2 separate regions of the Mus musculus genome follow, and region 1 is linked to region 2. Evidence: chromatin contacts called from public Hi-C data. All regions are on one chromosome and are shown on one strand. The core of a region is the stretch at or near the end of the contact, and the rest is flanking DNA. Distances in the headings are between cores, read along the strand shown.

What was found. A called contact is a pair of places that touch in the nucleus more often than the background predicts.
Region 1: a contact with region 2 is called in a Hi-C map of muscle stem cells, with 2.6 times the contacts expected there. A contact is called at or near these places in 5 of 484 Hi-C or Micro-C datasets (muscle stem cells, myocytes, psoas muscle and 1 more) and 2 of 130 datasets of targeted methods (kidney and pancreatic cancer cells).

The regions. Positions count from the first base shown.
Region 1 is chr19:28,387,498-28,391,945 of GRCm38.p6, forward strand. The region is part of intron 4 of Glis3 (GLIS family zinc finger 3); the gene reads right to left. Among named protein-coding and RNA genes, the nearest start is that of Gm35866, 25 kb to the left of the region's middle.
Region 2 is chr19:28,201,850-28,206,334 of GRCm38.p6, forward strand. No RefSeq gene overlaps it. Among named protein-coding and RNA genes, the nearest start is that of Gm35866, 160 kb to the right of the region's middle.

The sequences.
Region 1 (4,448 bases), core at 489-2,988, 190 kb after region 2:
GAAGTCTGCTGTAAGACAATGTCCTCCCCCCCTCAACCCCCCGAACACACACATGAAAGACAGGGAGTTGCAGCCATGAAATCTCAACCCTATGACATTCCAACATGGAGGTGGGTAATTTCACAAAGCTCCACACCTAAAGGAAGAGCTACTAAGAGCTACCTAAATCAATAGCTTCTAAGAGAGTGACAATCAGTCTTCATCACAGATGAACCCCCGAGTAAGTTATCCAATCCCCAAGTGGTCAGCCTTGAACACTTACACACAGGAGCAAGACTAAATAAACTTAATATGTCATAATATGTATGTATATACATATATATACATACGTGTGTATATATATATATATATATACACACACACACACACATACACATATATATGTAATTATACACACACAGCCATATATATGTCATAAACAAGGGATGCTGGTGTGAAAACAAGAAGAGTTGGAAGTTGGAAAGAGAGGATAGAAATGATATAAATACAGTACTCTTCTTGTATGGAACTCTCAAAAAAATTAAAACTACAAAAAAATTTTTTTAGAATGTGTTGGCGCTCCATGACCTGACCTAGAAAGCTGTCTGTACTATTCTACAAAGGAGAGGAACACTGTGGTGAGAAATCTGAGTGGTCTGATGACAATTTCTACAGGACAAAGTCTTGGCTGTGTGTACACTTACATGGGTCTACAACCGTAAAGAATGTGGGGATACCACACTGATGCCTTAACACTTGAGAGTTTAACTGAGAGCTGGACAGGGGCAGGAGGTGGGGAAAACACTCGGTGTATTGTGGTAAGCAAATACTCCTTTTAAAACTATAATTCTATTTTCCATTAACTCAGATTATCTTCATTATCCCTGCCTCCTCATCATAAATATAAATTTGTGTGTCCTAAAACATGAAGTGGATTCTTGGGCTATCTGGGTAACATAAATGGTCTTGAGATTGGCTTTCAACTGCACCTCTGCTGGCAAAGTAAGGAGGACCTGGACACCATGACTCTTGTAAGGCTAAGGATGAAGCCTAGCTTTTATTGGCTCCTGACTTATTACCTGAACGGTCAGTGAGCTATGGTGCACAGTTAGAGTCACATGCTGATAAGGAGGACCCAGCAGTATTGTCTCAAGAAACTATCAGCAAAACAACAAAGGAGTTTTCATGATTGATAGCACCAAATAATTATTGTACATACAAAGAAAAATGTTATTTGTGAGACAGGCTACCTTTAACCATCATAGACAAAAGATGTAGACTGCAAAGATTTTGATTAAAATATGCAAATGGCATCTGAAATCTCAACAATACTCCGTGATTCTACTTTTCGTCACTAAGTTGTTATTTTTTTTTTCTGTTTTACAAACTTTTGTCAATTATTTTCCATTTTGACATTATTCCTTTGAAAATAAATCTTTTCACACTAGTATTATAACCTAGGAAATCAGACAAATGATAGAGGGCAACTCAGTTAATTATTGCAAATTGGACACACTGTGGTAACCAGGACAGATCAAGAAATTGAAACATTTCATCATTAGTCCTAAAAGAAATCCAACCTTTAGTTATGGGGAAGAACACCTGAATTAGCAATTATATTTGGTGCATTTACGGTTCAGAGTAGGGTGTCTGGATGAAATTTAAATATGAACAAGCTTAAACATGACTCCACAGAGCCTAGATGCAAACCATCCCTTGGAAAACGTGTTTGGCTCCATCCACAGGCCTGGCTGCCTCTCCTCTGTGTCACAGGGTGCCAGTCGGGACCAGTGACTTCTCCATGCTTGAGTCACAGAAAGGAAGCCAAACTCTTGAGTCATCTCGAGGTTCACATTCACCCCTAGATTTCCTTTGTCATCAAGATGTCATGCAATGAAAAGTGCATGTGATCTGGCAAACCTGACAGTGAGCCTTACTGTTCAGAGAGGTTCACAAACAGGTGATTAATTTGTCAGCACAAAGTGAAGACTCAGGTTGAAAACAGCGATCTCTTTCTCACCCTTATTCTCACCCTGAACAAGAGGATGCCTGCGGTTCCCATTAGTACTGCACAAGCTCAAAGGGGACTGACTTGGCATTGTTCTTCCTTTGCCTGGCAGCTATCATTTCCAGAGAAAAAGAGGTGTGGAGTCAAGGTCTGAAACTGAACAATGTCTCTACCCAGGAGAGATCGTTGCACCTCACACTGACCAGGTGCATGGCACTTTAGGGGCTTCATCAAAACTGATAAGACAGGAATCAGGACCAGTTTCTGGGAAGTCAAAGTCTCAGGACCATAATAACATTGACCCTGATAGTCAATGACTACTTTTGCTGTACTGTGGTCTCCAAAGGCCCAGGACAGCTATTAGGTCCATCTAGAAAGTTGCTGTTCCCAAAAAGAAAGTGGACTTGAACACTGTTTCCTGTGTATTAATTAACCAAATAATATGGCTGGGTGTGGTGGCATATGCCTTTAGTCCCAGCACTTGGGAGGCACAGTCAGATGGATGTCTGTGAGTTCAAGGCCAGCATATCATTTACATAGTTCGCTCTAGGCCAGCCAGGGTTACATAGCAAAACCCTGTCTCAAAAATACTCAATATTTTAATGTAAAAGTAAAAATATCCCAAGTCTCTTGTTTCTGACTCCTGGGCCAGTCTCATTAGGAGTCTCAAAGGGTCACATTCTGAATCAAGTCAGGACTGGAAATGTAGGCAGTTCAGCCCCACTGCCTAGAAATTGAATAAAACTAAGGGGGGGGGTGCATTTTCACAGTGTGCTCTCAGTTGAGAAAGCTGGGTAATGAACTTCAAATAGATTCAGGGATAATTTGGTGCCTTGATGGTAAACACTAGCTAGCACAGATAGAATATCTCATTTGGAATTACACAGCTGCTTTGTATTGCAAATGAATAATATGCCCAGCATTCACACAGAACCAGGAAGTCGGAATTTTATTTCAGTTTTCATCTCCACCTAAATGCAAAAGGCTGGCATGAAGGTAATTGGGAAACAATTATTACAGGTGGTTCACAGGGCTGCATAATCGAACAGCCACTGCTACTAGGCATAGACCCTCCTGGTTAACTCAGGCGTTACCACAGAAGAGTGGACGGGGCCCTTGTTATTTTACCAATACTGTTGAGAGTTAGTATTAAATACTCAGAAGGAGAATTTTCTAATGCTAGAAAGAAAAATTCCAAGTTAATTTAATCTTACAGGCTTTCTATTGTGAGAAGGCAATTTTGGTTGGTTGATTGGTTTTATTTATAATAAACTCCCATTCTATTTCATTTAGGCAAACAAATCTATGATTTGGGGAGAACTTGTTTCCAGCCTAAGAATTCAACGTAATTCAACGTAATTCCCTTGTAATATTCTGCAATGAAAGAGTATCAGTTTGCCATATTTTAACTATAACTCTAAACCAAGGTGACTTTGCCCCTAAAGAGACTTCATCAGAGACTGGAGACGTTTTAGATTGAGCATGACTGTGTACTGGAGGTAGAAGGACTTCCTCTGAGCAGCTGGTGCCAGGCAGGCACGCTGCTAAACATCCTTTGTACACAGGATAGTCTCCACTGACCAGTGGCGCTCAGTGCTGAGGGACAGAAGCCTGCTCCCAGTGTGGAACAGTGAAGGTATTTGTGGGAGCAGAAACAGAGGTCACCTCAACAGTACAAAGTCCTCAAGCCAGACAGCACGCTTCAGTTTGTTATAAGCTTCTATTTGCCAAGTGAATGTCTTATGACAGGCTAGCCACTGGAATGGGGGAAGAGATGAGGGCAACACAAATTATTACCCAAAATTAACTATGAGTTTCAAAGTAGGTTCCAAGGTATAAACCGCCTAAATTCACCTTGCTATACAATCTTGGTCCTCTAAGTAGAATAAACAAGGTTTGAAAGGGAGGGATGGGGAAGAAAGGGGCTTATGGTCCCCACCACGGTCATACTATGGCACCATGGCATGTAGCTGATACTCCCCCTTCTCAGAGGGAAGAAAATTTGGTGGCTCGCCTTAGACTCTCCTGTCTTTAGGAAAACACTGACTGATTTTTGACTGATGTGACATGTGAGGTGCTAAAGTATTCTCTACAAGACTAAGAGTTATAGAGGGTGAATTTGAAAACTATTCATCATTTCAAGTCACATACATAAAGATAGAAAGATATGAAATTTTCAAATACTTGACTTTTGTAAAAATAATGACTACCCGAGTTACTGAAAGTTAAACACCATTTTCATTGTAGCCAATCATCAGTCTCACAGGCCTGCATGAAATTTCTGAAGAGGAAATTCTTACACGATCAACAATTTATGAGCTCAAATCACTCGATTCCTCTAAGTTCGAAAAATAAGTGGACATATGGTACAAATTCTCACTCATTTCTACTTTATTTTGCAAGTGAGATGTGTAAAGCTCTCTGAGACCTTCCTGCCACACATGAGAACAGAGTAAAAGTT
Region 2 (4,485 bases), core at 817-3,316:
ACATGAATAAAGAAGAATATAAACATTTAATAAAACAGGTGTGCTCACTTTGGATTTAGAAGCAAATTGTTTATTGGAGTTTCTATACAGGCATGAAAAGGATAGAAAAAAAAAACCCTTCAAGGGACACCAGGGCTTTGAGAAACTTGTAGCAGTGAGAAGCTATTAGCACCTCCTCACAAGAGGGAAATGGAGCAAATAGTGCTTTTGAACCTAGTGAAGAGAAGTGACAGTTGCAGTTGCCAAATCAAAGCAGCAAGCAAGAGGGTAGCAGGTAGGAAACACCCCAAGCTCTCTCCCCTGCCTTTCACTTGACTGCTTGTATTTCCATTGCTCTGAAAACAATTAGAGGCCAGGGCCCAGGGAGTCTGGGGAGCCAGGCTGGCAAGTCATCAATGCTCTCTTCTAAGTTCAGAGGAAGGTATAGAAGGCCAGAGGATGGATAGGGGAACACAGATGGAGAACAACTAGTAAGCTCTCTCTCTCTCTCTCTCTCTCTCTCTCTCTCTCTCTCTCTCTCTGTGTGTGTGTGTGTGTGTGTGTATGTGTGTGTATGTGTGTGTGTGTGTGTATGTGTGTGTATGTGTGTGTGTGTGTGTATGTGTGTGTATTCAACTGTGTGATAAAATGCTGCAGAAAGGTTACTTGGCAAATTTAACACCAACAGAATATTGCAAAGACTCAGGAGTTAAATCGGTTAGTGTTTTTAAAAAGGCATTTAAGACAAATATGAAACATGTGCTTGCTCATTTGCTATTGGTAGTGGGATACCTCCTTCAGGTTGAGCTTGATGCCCACAAGATCAATTTCAGCAGCTCAACCTCACAGACAAGGTCATAGACGTGGACTCCACCCACAAATAGTTTGCAGCAGTGTGTGTCAACCTATAAAAATGGTCATCATTAGAAACCTCATTTTCAATCTAGAGAAAGTTAGGTAAGTCCTAATATATGTTTAAAAAACCCCAATAATCACTAAATACCATATTTCCTAGAATGAACAATGTTTCATGGAGGGTGTGAGCACAATCTTGGTCATCATGTGGTAGTCACCTCAAAATCCCCTGACAGGTTTTACCCAGCTCATTGTTCTCCACCCACCCAGTTCTAACATGAAATGCCTTGAGATTCTCACATTACTGGCTCTCTTTAGGGTAGGTGCAATAGGATCCGAGTCCCATTGTCAAACACACCACACACAGGTCCTCCAGATGAGTAGTGTAAGTGCACACTACTATATGGTTTTATTTATCAATTCAGCTACATGACTTGCTCACTGAGAAAACAAGTGCAGCCAGCCCTCTATATCTTCAATTCCAGATCTGCAAATTCAGCCCACTGTGGATAGAATTACTGGTTTGTTTGTTTTTTATATTTGCATCTGCACTGAAGTGTACAAACTTGTCATCATTTCCAATATTATAGCATGAGAACTCTTCCTATAGCATTGACATTGGAAGAGACATTCAAGAAATGTAGAGGTAATAGAAAGCATACAGGAGGATGTGTATAGGTTGCATGCAAATACCATACCCCCTCACATAAGGGATGAGAACACCCTGGTATCTTGTTACCCTAAGCCAAATCTCCCATGAACATCTAGGGATGACAATTTTTCTGACAGCTAACTCAGTACCAATCTCAATTCTTAGTGCCTTCACCCATTGCAAGAAAAACTCAATGACATAGTTTTACTAGGGATGAACAATGAGTAAAGAGAGCACACAAAAGATTCAGAGCTAGAGACCTTATCAGAGAAGATGCGACAGAGCATTGTGTATGTGCCTGGCTAGTCTCATTAGGAAGTGAAGGGAGACAGCTGTGGGACTGGGGCAGAGACAAATATGAGCTCATTTTGGTTTGGCAAAGAGTTATGTCTGGTGAGATTATTTAAATCGTAATGATACAATTATGTGAGCATTTATTATGTGCCTGATAGATGTTACCATAGTAGAGATTTCTTTTATCACTGGATTTTCCCTTGTGTGATGGGTATTGTAACAACTCATTCTTTCAATGGGAAATTAGAGTCTTAGACAGGATGTGATTCACCGTAGTCTAGGAGGCTGATAGATGGCAGTGTTGGGAATAGAATACGACTCTGCCTTTAGAGGCTGGGCTCTCTTCAATCTACAGCTCCATCCTCACAATAGCATGAGAAACAGATTAGTTAATTAAAATATGTCTTTACCTAAATGTTAGCCATCTAAAAAAAATGCTTACATGATAGTGAGAACATACTGGGATGGGGGGAGTCTCTCCTAGTGGCACCCTCATGAGTTTTGTTTTCTGAAGAAAACTAAGGAGACACACTAACTGGTTACTCAACACATGTTTGGGGAATGAATAGCTCTGTAATTAAGTAGTTGGAAGTCATGCAACTTTATAACACGTAAAACACAAGAAGATGTCTCAATTCCTTTCCGAGAGTCATTTCCCATTAAATTCTAATTTTCCACTTGATGAGCTGCAGACCCTCCCAATATCAACAGAGATTAGGCAGCATGTCTGTGCCAGGCTAAGCTTTTCCTTTGCTCGCTGTTGAGCAGCAAACTATAACACATTGCAGATGAACCGACTACCTAAATGAGTTAACTTCGCTAGGTGACCTTCTGGCTTCCATGGCTTGCCACATTCTCTGGAAATTTAAAACAGGGCAGAGCAGATGACCCACACATTTCAGGAAGTCCTTTCCCCTTTCTTGGAACAACTCAATAGGGTTAGTTCTCATGGATGGCCCGATCTTCTTCATGACACATGGTCAGGCCAGGAGCCATGAAGAATTGGTAGGTCTATAGGCAAGTGTTTGTGCTGCCCTCCAGGAAACCAAAATTCACAAGGACCCCTCCCCCAACCCACATATAGCAGGAACAGAAAAAAAAAATAAAAAAGATGTCTAGACTGGTTGCTCCTGCAGATGTGGCTGTTCCTAACGCCTCTGTTTGTTTCCAGGATATGTCTGATGTAACTCAGGATTAAATGTCAATCCAGTGAAAAAGCAACAGGATACAGGAAGGGAGGGAAGGAGGGAGAGAGGGTGGGACAGAAACACAGAGGAAAACAGTAAAAGCGTTCCCAAACAAAAGCTAACTAAGTCCCATATCTCGCTTACTTTTCTATTGCTGTGAAGAAACTCAGCAATAGGGTAGAGTTCATGACCATCATGGCAGGGAACATGGCAGGAGGCAGGCAGGTACAGCACTGGAGCAGTAACTGAGAGCTTAGCTCTGTCCTACAGGCGGCAGGCAGAGAAAAGGAGAAATTGGTTTGCTTTTATAACTTTAGAATCTCAACCCCATCCCTGCTCTGTGAAGTGACACACATCCTCCCACAAGGCCACACCTCCTAATCCTTCTCAAACAGGCCCACCAACTGCTAACCAAGCATTTAAATATATGAGCCATTGGAGGCCATTCTTACTCAAACCATCACATTCCATTCCCTGGCCCCCATAGGTCCATGGTCATATCTTAATGAAAAGTGCAAAAAATGTATTTAGTTTAACTTCAAAAGTCCAAAAGTCTTCTGAGACTCAAGGCAATCTTTCTGCCTCACGTATGTGGATAAGTTGTAAGCTTTCAGCTACTTCTCCAGGACCATGCCTACCTGCTGTCACGTCCCCACACCATGATGACCATGGACTTGCCTTCTGGAACTGTAAGCAAGCTCTCAATTAAATGCATTTCATTTCATTTAATGCATTTTCTCATTTCTGTTTCTTGCTTGACACTTTAGATCCAGATTCCACCCAGTAACCTGGGTCTCCTGGCTCCAGTCACTCTACCTTCTAGGCTTGAAAGCAGCGGGAGTTCCTGTTCTTACTAATGCTTGGGTTGTCTCAGGATTTCATCTGGTTCTCGGCTCCTCCATCATTTATGCACGTATGTAACCAATCCTCTTATGGATCCCATCTGTTGTCAACCCTGAGCATGCCTCCTGGCTTCCTTATTGGGCTTCAATGCCCATGTCTTTTTCTTTATTGACACAGCATTACTCAGAAAGTTAATTAAATGCAATCTCTCTCTAAAGTCAATACTTATCCTGCCCCACCTGACTACCAGCTACACTACAGGCTTATATTGATAGTGTGAAGAAACAGCATTGTGCCAGAGAGAACTCAAGAAATATCTGCTGGTCAAAAAGTCTCCGTGTCTCTCTGTCTGTCTCTGTCTTTCTGTCTCTCTCTGTGTCTCTCTGTTTCTGTCTCCCCCCAATCCCCGTGTGTGTGTGTGTGTGTGTGTGTGTGTGTGTGTGTGCGCGCACGCAGTGCGTGCTTGCGCACATTTCAAGACAGGGTTTTTCTGTATAGCTCTGGTTGTCCTTGAACTCTCTCTGGGGTCAGATGTGCTACCATTCTGCAACAAGGCCACACTTGTATCTCTTTCTGTAGACCAAGCTGGCTACAAACTCAGAGATCTGCCTGTCTTTGCCTCCCAAGTACTGGGAAACAGGCCTTTCTTTCAGGGTATAATACCCAAGACCCTAT